Regions from separate parts of the Oryctolagus cuniculus genome. Here region 1 is linked to region 2. The links are chromatin contacts, called in public Micro-C maps. All regions are on one chromosome and are shown on one strand. The core of a region is the stretch at or near the end of the contact, and the rest is flanking DNA. Distances in the headings are between cores, read along the strand shown. Region 1 holds the start of LRRC1 (leucine rich repeat containing 1). Region 2 has its middle 100 kb from the start of MLIP.

Evidence for each region. Hi-C and Micro-C count contacts between places; a contact is called where the count stands out from the background.
Region 1: a contact with region 2 is called in a Micro-C map of ear pinna, with 4 times the contacts expected there. The contact joins the promoter of LRRC1 here to the enhancer-like site in region 2. A contact is called at or near these places in 2 of 6 Hi-C or Micro-C datasets (ear pinna and embryonic fibroblasts).

Annotation. Positions count from the first base shown.
Region 1 is chr5:115,867,776-115,873,231 of mOryCun1.1, reverse strand. It overlaps LRRC1 (leucine rich repeat containing 1), which reads left to right and starts at 3,307. Exons shown (of 14, transcript XM_051855609.2): 1 at 3,307-3,772. The coding sequence starts at 3,614. It overlaps LOC108177436 (a long non-coding RNA gene), which reads right to left and starts at 3,282. Exons shown (of 3, transcript XR_007923262.2): 1 at 2,044-3,282.
Region 2 is chr5:115,694,851-115,699,885 of mOryCun1.1, reverse strand. No RefSeq gene overlaps it. Among named protein-coding and RNA genes, the nearest start is that of MLIP, 100 kb to the right of the region's middle. Within about 2 kb of position 1,540, at least 2 of the 8 cell types and tissues checked have an H3K27ac peak or open chromatin away from gene starts, as enhancers often do. A contact at or near this core is called in ear pinna, where this site is marked.

The DNA of each region.
Region 1 (5,456 bases), core at 2,058-4,557, 170 kb before region 2:
TAATTATACATATATAATTTCATTTAACCCTGACAACAATCCCATGAGCCACTGTCCTCACTAGAGAGACAATAAAACTGAAGCTTATAAAAGTAACCTAAGGCCGGCACTGTGGCACAGCAGGGGAAGCTGCTGCCTGCAGTGAGGGCATCTCATATGGGTGAAGGTTTGAGACCTGTGGCTGCTCCACTTCCAGTCCAGCTCTCTGCTATGGTCTAGGAGAGCAGTAAAGGATGGCCCAAATGCTTGGGCCCCTGCACCCGTGTAGGAGACCTGGAAGAAGTTCCTGGCTCGGGTTTGGATGGGCCCAACTCTGGCCTTTGTGGCCATTTGGGGAGTAAACCAGTGGATGGAAGATTTCTTTCTCTGCCTCTGTCTCTCTGTAACTGTGCCTTTCAAATAAATAAATACATCTTAAAAAAAAAAAAGTAACCTGTTCAATTCTACAAAGCTATTATGTGGCATGGCCAGAATTAAAACACAGATCTCTTTATCCTCAAAGGCTGTGAAAATATGGTTCACAGTGAAAATGAATGAATGAATTACATTAATCCAACAAGAAACTGATTTAGATGAACTTTTTTTTTTAAAGATTCATTTATTTATTTAAGAGGCAGAGTTACAGAGAGAGAGAAGGAGAAACAGAGAGAAAGGTCTTCCATCTGCTGGTTTACTCCCCGAATGGCTACAAAGACTGGAGCTGGGCTGATCCGAAGCTAGGAGCCAGGATCTTCCTCTGGGTCTCCCACATGGGCGCAGGGACCCAAGCTCTTGGGCCATCTTTCACTGCTTTCCCAGGCCACAGCAGCAAGCTAGATCAGAAGAGGAAGCAGCATGGGACTTGAACTGGTACCCATATGGGATGCCGGCACTGCAGGTGGAGGTGCCACAGAGCTGCCCCCTAGATGGACTTCTAATACTTATTGAATCAGATTCATTTGTATATAGAAATTATATCAGGAAAAAAGAAATTCCAAACTCTTCAGGTAAATAGAGACCTAATTGGTGGGGGCCAGTGCTGTGGCTTAGGGAGTAAAGCAGTTGCCTGCAGTGGTGCTATCCCATATGGGCACTGGTTCAAGTCTCCACTTCTGATCCAGCTCTTTGCTATGGACTGGGAAAGCAGTAGAAGACGCCCTAAGTCTTTGGGTGAGAAGAAGCTCCTGGCTCCTGGCTTCGGATCGGCCCAGCTCCAGCCAGCTCCAGCCGTTGTAGCCATTTGTGGAGTGAACAAGGAGATGGAAGACCTCTCTCTCTTCCTCCTCTATAACTGCTTTTTATATAAATAAATAAATCTTTTTTTTTTTAAAAAAGACAGACCTAACTGATTTCTTATTCTATGTTTGACAAGTGTTGATTTCATTTTTTTTTTCTCTCTTGCCAAGACTGTCCCAAATTCTAATCCTCGGAAACAAGGAAAGTCAAGAATTCTTCCATTGACTGCTCAGTCAATTCTATAGACTTTGTGGGTCATTTAGTGAGCATAGGGCACTGTAGGCAGCTTCCTGGATCTACAAAGCAAGTCACACAGTGTCTTTGGGACTAAGGTGATACAAAAATAATCACAATACAGAAGTGTTAGCACCTTGGAGAGGCACACAGGGAATGCAGTCTGAGGTTGGACTTTTTAAAAAGACCAGACATATCCTTAAAAAACTTTTGGCATTTATTAAAATAATCTAGTGTGACAGTCTCTGGAAATCAACACTAGATAACAGAGCAAGTCAGCCTGATTTAAAAGCAGTTGGAAAACTTGGAAAAAAAAAAAGACTTGTTTATCTTTCTGGACATCTCTCAGCTAGGAACCAGTTTTCCAAGAAAGGTGGCAGAAAAAGGGCTTTACACGTTTCCAGAATGCAAGAATGAGGGAGGAGGAGTGGCGGTTCAAAGTCCAGGTAGCCTTCCCTGAGAATGCAGGAATCAAATCAGGACAGACAAAAAGAGAGGGTGAAGTGGGTAGGGTAGCAGGAGCTTGGGGATTGACTGGAATGAGACTTGAGGTGATAACGGTGGGGTTGAAAGGAAAGCCGAACCCCTCCTCACCCGTCGGGAAGAAAGGCACGCTCCTAGTACATTCCAAAGGATTCAGCGTTGCCTCCTAAACCGCTCCATCGCCGAACTGACAGGAAAGTTTGCAAACTAGTTTCAGGACAAACTTGGCCATTGAGCATGCTCGGCGTTTTCAGTCTTCTGCAGAATTGGGAATTCCCTGGCTCCAGATTTTAGCTATAGCAGCTCTGGGGCTGAGCGAGTGTGAGAGAGCCGGCCTGGTGACGCTGCAGGGGCCACAGGTGGAACTTTGAGTATACTTTAGGACAAGGGCTAGCCGGGCTGGGAGTCGGAGGAGACCTCCCCACCCCCACCCAAAACCATGCATTCATGCGACTGGCCTTGACTGGTAACCCTTTGGGAAGAAGCGAGTTTGGTTATTCGGAGATGGTGATTGTGGTGCAGACGGTTACAGAATAAGGGCAGTTCGGGGTTCCGGTCCGGGGCCAGAGAATGGTAGTAGCGAGCTTGCCAGGTCCTCCCCAGCGACTCCTAGGGCTGCCTATTGCCCTTGTAAGGGACGGCTGTCATCGCAGAAAGGCAGAAGCCGGGTGGAAGATGCTCACTCGGCATCCTCTCCCTCCGCCCCAGCCCAGGCGAGTCGCCAGGCGCCAACGTCCGGCTGGGCTGACCTCGGCTCACAGCCTCAGCTTCGGCGGCGCGTTTCCGCACGTGGGCTCCTGGCGGACAATCGCACTCTCTGACTCCCACGCTCCTGGTGGCATGGACAGGGCGATTTCCTGGTGTTGTGTATACGAACAAAACCAAGGTTGCGGAAGACCGGCTCCCCGGGCCGCGGAGTCTGCAGGCGGTGCCCGAGCCCCGGGTGGGGACGTGGCCCGCTCGCCCCTCTGGGGCTGCTGTGAGCCGCGAGTACACGAGTGCCTCAGCGGCAGGTGAGCCACCCGACCGCCTCACCTCGCGGCGCCCACTGCCCGCATGGGGTGCCCCTTTCTGACCCCGGAAGAGAAAGTTGTGGGGAAGGGAGGTGAGAAGACAGCGAGTTGAGTGAAACTAAAAATCAAAGTTGTCCTCCTCCCCTCAGGCCGCCTCAACTTTGCCTTGAGCCCCTTCAGAGACTCCCTGGCTCAAAAAAGCCCGACGCTACCCGAAGTCCGGGCCGGAGTCTGGGGACAGCCCAGCGGCCGACCTACAGGTTTCCCGACCCCCTCCAGACCCAGGTCTCTAGGAAAACCCGGAGCGGAGCATCCCCGGGAGGGGAGACGCCCTCGGCGCGCACCCCGCAGCGCGCATGCGCAAGGCGCGCGGTGGCTGCGAGTCGGAAGCTTCGCGCGGTGGCGGCGGCTGCGGCGGCGACTGGAGGGTGGGAGGGGACGCACCGGCTGGCTGGCGGGCGGGGGCTCTGGGGCGCGACAGGGGCGCCCGCCCAGGGTTCCTTGGAGCGTTTCGTACTGCGGAACCCGGCGCGGGGAGTGAGCGAGCCTGAGAGCCAACAACGAGCGCGGAGCGGGCAGCGGGCGGAGCGGAGCGGAGCCGCCGGGTAGAGCGGGCTCGGAGCCCCCGGGTCTGCGCGGCTCGGGACCTGGCGGCGGTGGGGGCGGCGATGTTCCACTGCATCCCCCTGTGGCGGTGCAACCGTCATGTGGAGACCATCGACAAGCGCCACTGCTCCCTGGTCTACGTCCCCGAGGAGATCTACCGCTACGCCCGGAGCCTGGAGGAGCTGCTGCTGGACGCCAACCAGCTCCGCGAGCTGCCTGAGGTGAGTGTCCGGCCTCACCTGCGGGCAGCGCGGCCGGCCCTTGTAGCTCCTCTCCCTTCTCCTCCCGTCCAGCGCCCTCTCCCACCTGCAGACCCCGGCCTGCCCTCGGGGCGTGCTGGAACCCTCTGCTGCATTCACCTGCTCCTTTCCCCCCTGGCGTCTCTACTCCCATCCTTCCCCCAGTGAAAGTTCTTTTCCGTTTTTATACGATGTTTTCCGAGTAGTCACTAGAGCCTGTGCGATCGGAGAAACGTTTTGGTGGGCTATCAAGTAGCTTAGATACTCGTCTAGGTCTTAACACCCGGCACTTGTGTCCGGGCAGGTGAGAAGCCTGGTGGTTGGGGCAGTTTCCAGCTAGCCGGAGGCTACCGAACGCCACATCTCGTCCCCGGGGGCGGGCCTCTTCGCCCCGGTATGTCCCCGACCCCTTGCCGGGGCGCGCCCCCCCTTTGGCCGAGTAAGTCCTAGAGGACCTTGAGACCCGGGCAGGCGCAGGTGAGCCGCACTATCTCGGCATCTGGGGAGGAATGTGCTCCCAGGCCTTATCGCGGGTGGGCTGTGCTCAGGAGAGCTGTAGCTGGGCCGGCCTGCCGTGGTCCTCTGGAGGACGCGACGTAAGGGGGCAGGGGCAGAGCCGGGCCTGGGGAACTGCGGGCAGGTGGGTGCCCCCGATGCCCGCCGCTGGGGGCCTGCCTGCGTGGACCTGTTGCGTGCTAGGAGCGGCGATGAACGTCAGCCGAGAGGCTCTGCCCGCAGCCTCTCCTGGAGCAGCCACGTTCAGCCTGCTGCCTTGTGTCCTGGCAGCGATGCGTTACCTCGCAGGAGTTGTTTATCATTCTACCGCGGCCCAACCTGTTGAGGGGACCTGTGCTGATTGTGGTGTTATAGAGGGTCAGGGGACTGCGGACTTCTTTCTGACCTTCGAGTTTGACTGGGGACCGAAGCTTTACTCACCCTTAAGGAGGAAGGTAGTGTGTGTGCAGGAAGTCAGCGTGTAGAAAGTAACCGAAAGGTGTGCAGGAAGTAGGGAGGCTTCTGGGAGTCGGGGAGGGGATCTGAAAGGCCCGAACGAAACATCTTGCTTGTCCTTTAGTTAACACAATCCAAGCCATTTTCACAGACAGGAGTGGTTCGTTCTGGCAAGTTAGAGTGACCTGACATGTTCTTCAGCGCTGACAGTGTGTGAAAAGTCAGCACTGTATGTTTTCCCTCATCGTTTCAAGTACTGTTGCTGTTCTTGGATTAACTTTCCTTGGTTCATGTGGAATTGATTGGATGGTTTGCTCTGTGTAATCACATAGATTATCCTCACTAGGATCTTTGCAAATCACCTCTTCCCGCCCCTCTACCGGGCTTTATTTATTTTAGAAGCAGAAAAGCCATCCAGTTCCCTCAGGCATTTATTATTTTGCAGACATTTTCAAACACATGGTTTTCACTGGCCTTTTGCTTCCTTAAGTTTGACTTAAGTCCTAAGCTCACTCAACTGCTTTAAGTTGTGTAATTTTAGGCATTGAAATATAGAACGTGTAATTTAATACTTTTTAAGGGCTTCAGCATGAAGTTATTAAAGATCGAGTGTGTTATTCAGCTAGAGATGTTTCCGTGCTGGTTGTGGTATTTGTTTGTTTTCTTTTGTGGAACTGGAGGATTTCCTTTGACTGGATTAGCCTTTCTTTCCTTT
Region 2 (5,035 bases), core at 291-2,790:
GGGACAGTCACTCACTAACAGGCGTTGATTTTAGACAAAGGGCCTGAGTTCTGACTGGGGAAGAATCTGATTGGGTTGGTTCACGTTCCTTTTGAGACATCAAAATGTAACTGATAAACGGGAAATAAGTTGCCGTTCTGTACGGTTACAATGGTCATTCTCAGCATTTACTGTTATGCTTCACCCAATAAATGTGAGCGAACTGAGCACAGTCGTATTCCAGAACAACCTTAAGAGGTAGATCGTGGCATCTCCATTTGCGAAGGAAAGTAGACTCAAGTAGTTTCAGATCAAACCATGACAGATTTGGAATTGAAATTCTTGCGCCCATGGACTGGTCTGTGATCTCCATTCCTTTATTTTGTGTTGCTGCTCTACCCCAGCCCAAATACTGTGAGAGCTGTTATTATGTCGAGAGTTGGATTTATGATGGAAATAATGGTTCTGTTCTAACTTACTGAGGTGATACAGGCCCAGAATCGGGACAAAGACTGGTGTGCATAATTGATGCAGAGTTGGGCCTGCCTTTGTGTCTAGTTGTGGTTTCGAATGCCTTGACTCTATACCTTCCAGCCTTCCCACCAGCCAGTCTTCACTCTATGGCCACGTGATCCTGTGGTTAGGTGTTATGGAAATGTTCCTGGGGTCTTTGCTCTAGCATCTCAAACTATGTACAAACCATGAAACTTGGGCGATAACTTAGTTGGTTAATGGGTGACCAGAAAAGATTGACAGGCTTTCAACATTAACAACGTGACAGTTTAGTAACTGACTCCCTGAGACAGCATGAACATGTTTCAAAAATTGGCACTTAGCTCTAGAGTGAGCTAATTAGTTAGGAATGATTTTTTTTTTTAATCCTCACTACCTTTAATAGCCTACCCTTGGAGAAAAACAGATAATGAACCCTTGGAAATCTGTGGGGCTACAACTTGAGCTTCATGCATTTTGGGGGGAATAAGAAAGGTGACTCATGATTTATTATTTAAAAATCCTCCTTTTAAAAAGCATTATCTTGAAAGATTTGACAAATAATGATTGATCCCATGTAGGATCTATCTTTTTATCCAAAGAAGTAGAAAACAGGAAGAGGAAAAACCTTGTGTGACTGAGCAGTGCTTAATTTTATTTGAAATTGGCTGTCCCACCCTGGTCATAGAAAAGAAGGTGTTAGGCAGTTTTCCTGTTTCAAAATGCTCGTGTGTGGTGGAGTGTAATGGTGATACCCCACACGGAGACTTCAGTCTATAAATGCTTCTCTTTTTGTACGTTCACAAATCATAATGAGGTTTTATTGTTTTAAAAAAACAGCTTGCCAAAAGTTGCCCAAGTACCCCGTGAACAGCCCTTCACTAAGCATCTAAAGAAAGTAGTCGTGGGAAATGGGCTCTCCTGCGAGACGATTTAGTCCTGTCTGGATCCCAAGTGTCCTGTGTTCACGTTCACAGACCTGGCTGCTGCTTCCCGCCCTTCCTCGGCTGTAGGTGTGAGTGCTTGTTTGTTTAAACCTCGCTCAGCACTGCTTGGAAAAACAAAACAACACACTTACTTGTCTGGGCATTGAGTGTTCTTCCTGAATTTTAGTCCTGCCCACTGGCCCAGAGGCATAATGGGTGGGGTGAGTTTCGGCGTTAGTTGGGAAGTTTCGAGAACCAGCTGTGGGCTGGGTCTGTTAGATTGTGGTTGCTCCTGGTTTTAATCATTTGCTAATGTCTGCAAGTCAGGAGCATTGCCATAGATGGCCAGGGGAGTTGTCCTGCTCCACCTGTGCCTCTTTTTGCATGTGTGATGGCAGATGCACCTGGAGAGGCATTTTAGAGCGCTCTGATGAGTGTTAAGTACCCTTGTCTATGTTAAGTTCTTACCTGACACCCGAAAGGTGTGCAGTGTAGAAAAATTACCAGTGAGGTGAGGCGCCAGCTGGCTGTTGATGGCCTCCCCGTTCCCTTCCTGTGTTCATTTCAGTGTGCGCCCATGTCTAAAGTTATACCCTTGGGATTTGTGTAGAAGCAATCCTTTGGAAAACTAGGAGTTTTCACCTATGGTAACTTGACCCTGGGCAAATGACCTAACCTTATATTCCACATCTGAAATCTAGCAAATCCATGTAGTGCATAGGTTTTTTAGAAAAAAAAAAAAGTGTCAACAACCAAATATGAAGCTTTGAAGTGATTCTTTTCCTCTATTCCTAGCTACTCATGATAGCACTGCCTTACTCTTTAAAAACTAGCACAGTGGGAGGGACAGAAAAATCAGTTCTCTGGCTGCCCTGTGTCCACCTTAAGCTCCTTCAGTGTGTTTGGGCTCCTTGGTGTGACAGAGCCTGTCTGGCTCGGTATCATACGACCTGGCATGCACAATATCCTCGTCTTGAAGGCAATCTTGTGTGCTAGTTCCTAACTCGTTTGTATCTCCATCACCTGGTGGCCATGGTAAATCTTGTGTGCTAGTTCCTAACTTGTTTGTATCTCCATCACCTGGTGGCCATGGTAAATCAGATTCCCGGGCCCCACTTCCAGAGTCTGATTCAGAAGGTCTGGGTTGAGACCCAAGAATTTGCATTTCTAACAGATTCCCAAGAGCTAATGGTACTACCCCTAGCTGAGGAACCCTGCCTAGAGAACCCCTGATTACCGTATTGGAAGAAGCAGAAACTTTGGAGTTGAGAGCTGGGTTCAAATTCTAGCTATGGCATTTACTGAATGCCACTTCCTTGAGAGATTTTCTTTAATTTCCCCAAGTCTGAGTCAACTCATCTGTAAACTGGAAATAGTACCTATTTCAGTACTTTCTAGAAAACTAGATGACAAATATAGTACCTGGAAGGTTTTCAATGATCGCCAGCATGTTTTGGTGTCCTGAAACCTGTGCTCAGTGGCTCCAAATGTAGGCATTAGGGCAGTTAGGTCTTTTTAGCCATGTGGTGACCTCCAGGCCCTTCTTGTTAACGTATGCAGAAAAACAGAAATTGAAAGATAATGCACATTTTCCATGAATGTTTTGAAGACTCCTCATAGACAAGCTAATGGGAACAGGAGGAAATGCAAATAGAAGTAGAAACTATGCTTACCTGTGGGTGAATGCCCAAGGGGACAGCTGGAAGAGCTGATGGCCAGATGTGGTTAGAATACATTAACGCTTCCTGACTTGCCCCGTGGCATGTCAGCCCACACACTGTGGGCTTCCAATGAGCAGGAACAAGTCTTGCTCTTCTGTGTGTCTGTGCCTGCTGTGCAGGCCCCAGATCTGCAAACCCACAATCCGCCCTTACACCTGGGCTGCTGGAGGAAGTCTTCCCAACCTCAGGAGCCCAGACATCACCTGTGTTTTTCATGGAGCACAACAATCAACTAGTGTCCTCAGGAGACTGAAGTTGGCTTATTTGAATGTCTCCCCAAACCCCCTCCTTGTCCTTGTTAGAAACATATAGTTATGTATAGATCAATACATAATTTAAATATATATTAATATGAGATAAGTACCTAAATTTAAAAAGTATCACTTTCTAGTGTCTACAGAAAAATTACACATATATCATAAAAGTATTTTCCTAGATATCTGAGTAATAATAATCATTCACCATTCATAATTTTGAAATAATTTGTGCATTATTAGGACATGTTTAATGTTGTGCTTGTTATTTAAATGATGCCCCTTTATGAGCCATGATTTGCTTTGAGGACATTAAATTTCATTGAAAGCATTCTTACTAAAATTATTAAGTCAATGGATCACTAGGCCGGCGCCGCGGCTCACTAGGCTAATCCTCTGCCTGCAGCGCTGGCACACCAGATTCTAGTCCCGGTCGGGGCGCTGGATTCTGTCCCGGTTGCCCCTCTTCCAGGCCAGCTCTCTGCTATGGCCAGGGAGTGCAGTGGAGGATGGCCCAGGTGCTTGGGCCCTGCACCCACATGGGAGACCAGGAGAAGCACCTGGCTCCTGTCCGATCAGCGCGGTGCGCCGGCCACAGCGCGCCAGCTGCGTTGGCCATTGGAGGGTGAACCAATGGCAAAAGGAAGACCTTTCGCTCTCTCTCTCTCTCTGTCCACTCTGCCTGTTAAAAAAAAAAAAAAAGTCAATGGATCACTAAACAATGATCCACTGACTGTAAAGTTTTCTTGGAACCTGGCCAAGCCCATGTTTTTGATGTACACAGACCAAATGACCTTAAAAACTGGAAATATTTACTATCTGGCCCTGTACAAATGAGGTTTGCCGGGATTTCTTCAGTCAATAGGTGAAACCTGTTACTTTTTTGCCACCAACGCTGCTCGGCCAGCATCGGGATGCTTTGCAACACATTCTTGGGTACATCCCCTTCTCACACTGCTCAGGAGCCCTCATCTGTCCCACTCCTGTTATAGGCCTGGCTGAGCATCAGCACTGCATGAGTGTGGGCTGCATAATTGAAACTCTTTGTCAGGAAGAGATGCAAGGTTTGTAAAATGCTGCAGGCAGCCCATTTCAATACTGTTTGAATGCCAGTCTTCTTTGGAGGAAAATTCAGGCTGTCACAAGTGCATCACCAGTTTCTGTTCCCCACTAAGTGATCCATGCCAGGCCTATGCTGGACACTTCTTTCCCTATACCTTACTTTACTGTTGCAACTCCCACTTCCAGCTACTCGCTGATCCTTTTGCTTTCACAGCTTCCTCCATTGGAGAGCCACTTTGCTCCATATCTTTAGCCACTTATATAAACTTGAATCCCATCCTAATCGAGCGAAGAACTTTGATGTTCAGTTTAAGTGCCCTTCATAGCTGTCTCCCTTGTTCTTCCCCAAGGTTATTGAAAAACAGGTCTTGTGCTCCCCACTTCTAAATTTCCAAACACTCCTCCACCTATAACTGTTGAGACTCTGCCTCCAGTACACCACACCCTGGGAAATAGTCTGGTCAGGTCAGCAGACCTCAGTGTTGCCACACCCAATGGACAAGGATCTGGCTCTTGTCTTCTAGACCTTGCTGCTGCATTTGACTCTGTGGACAGCTCCCTCTCTCAGAAATCTCCTACCACAGTCTCAGTGCCTTTATGA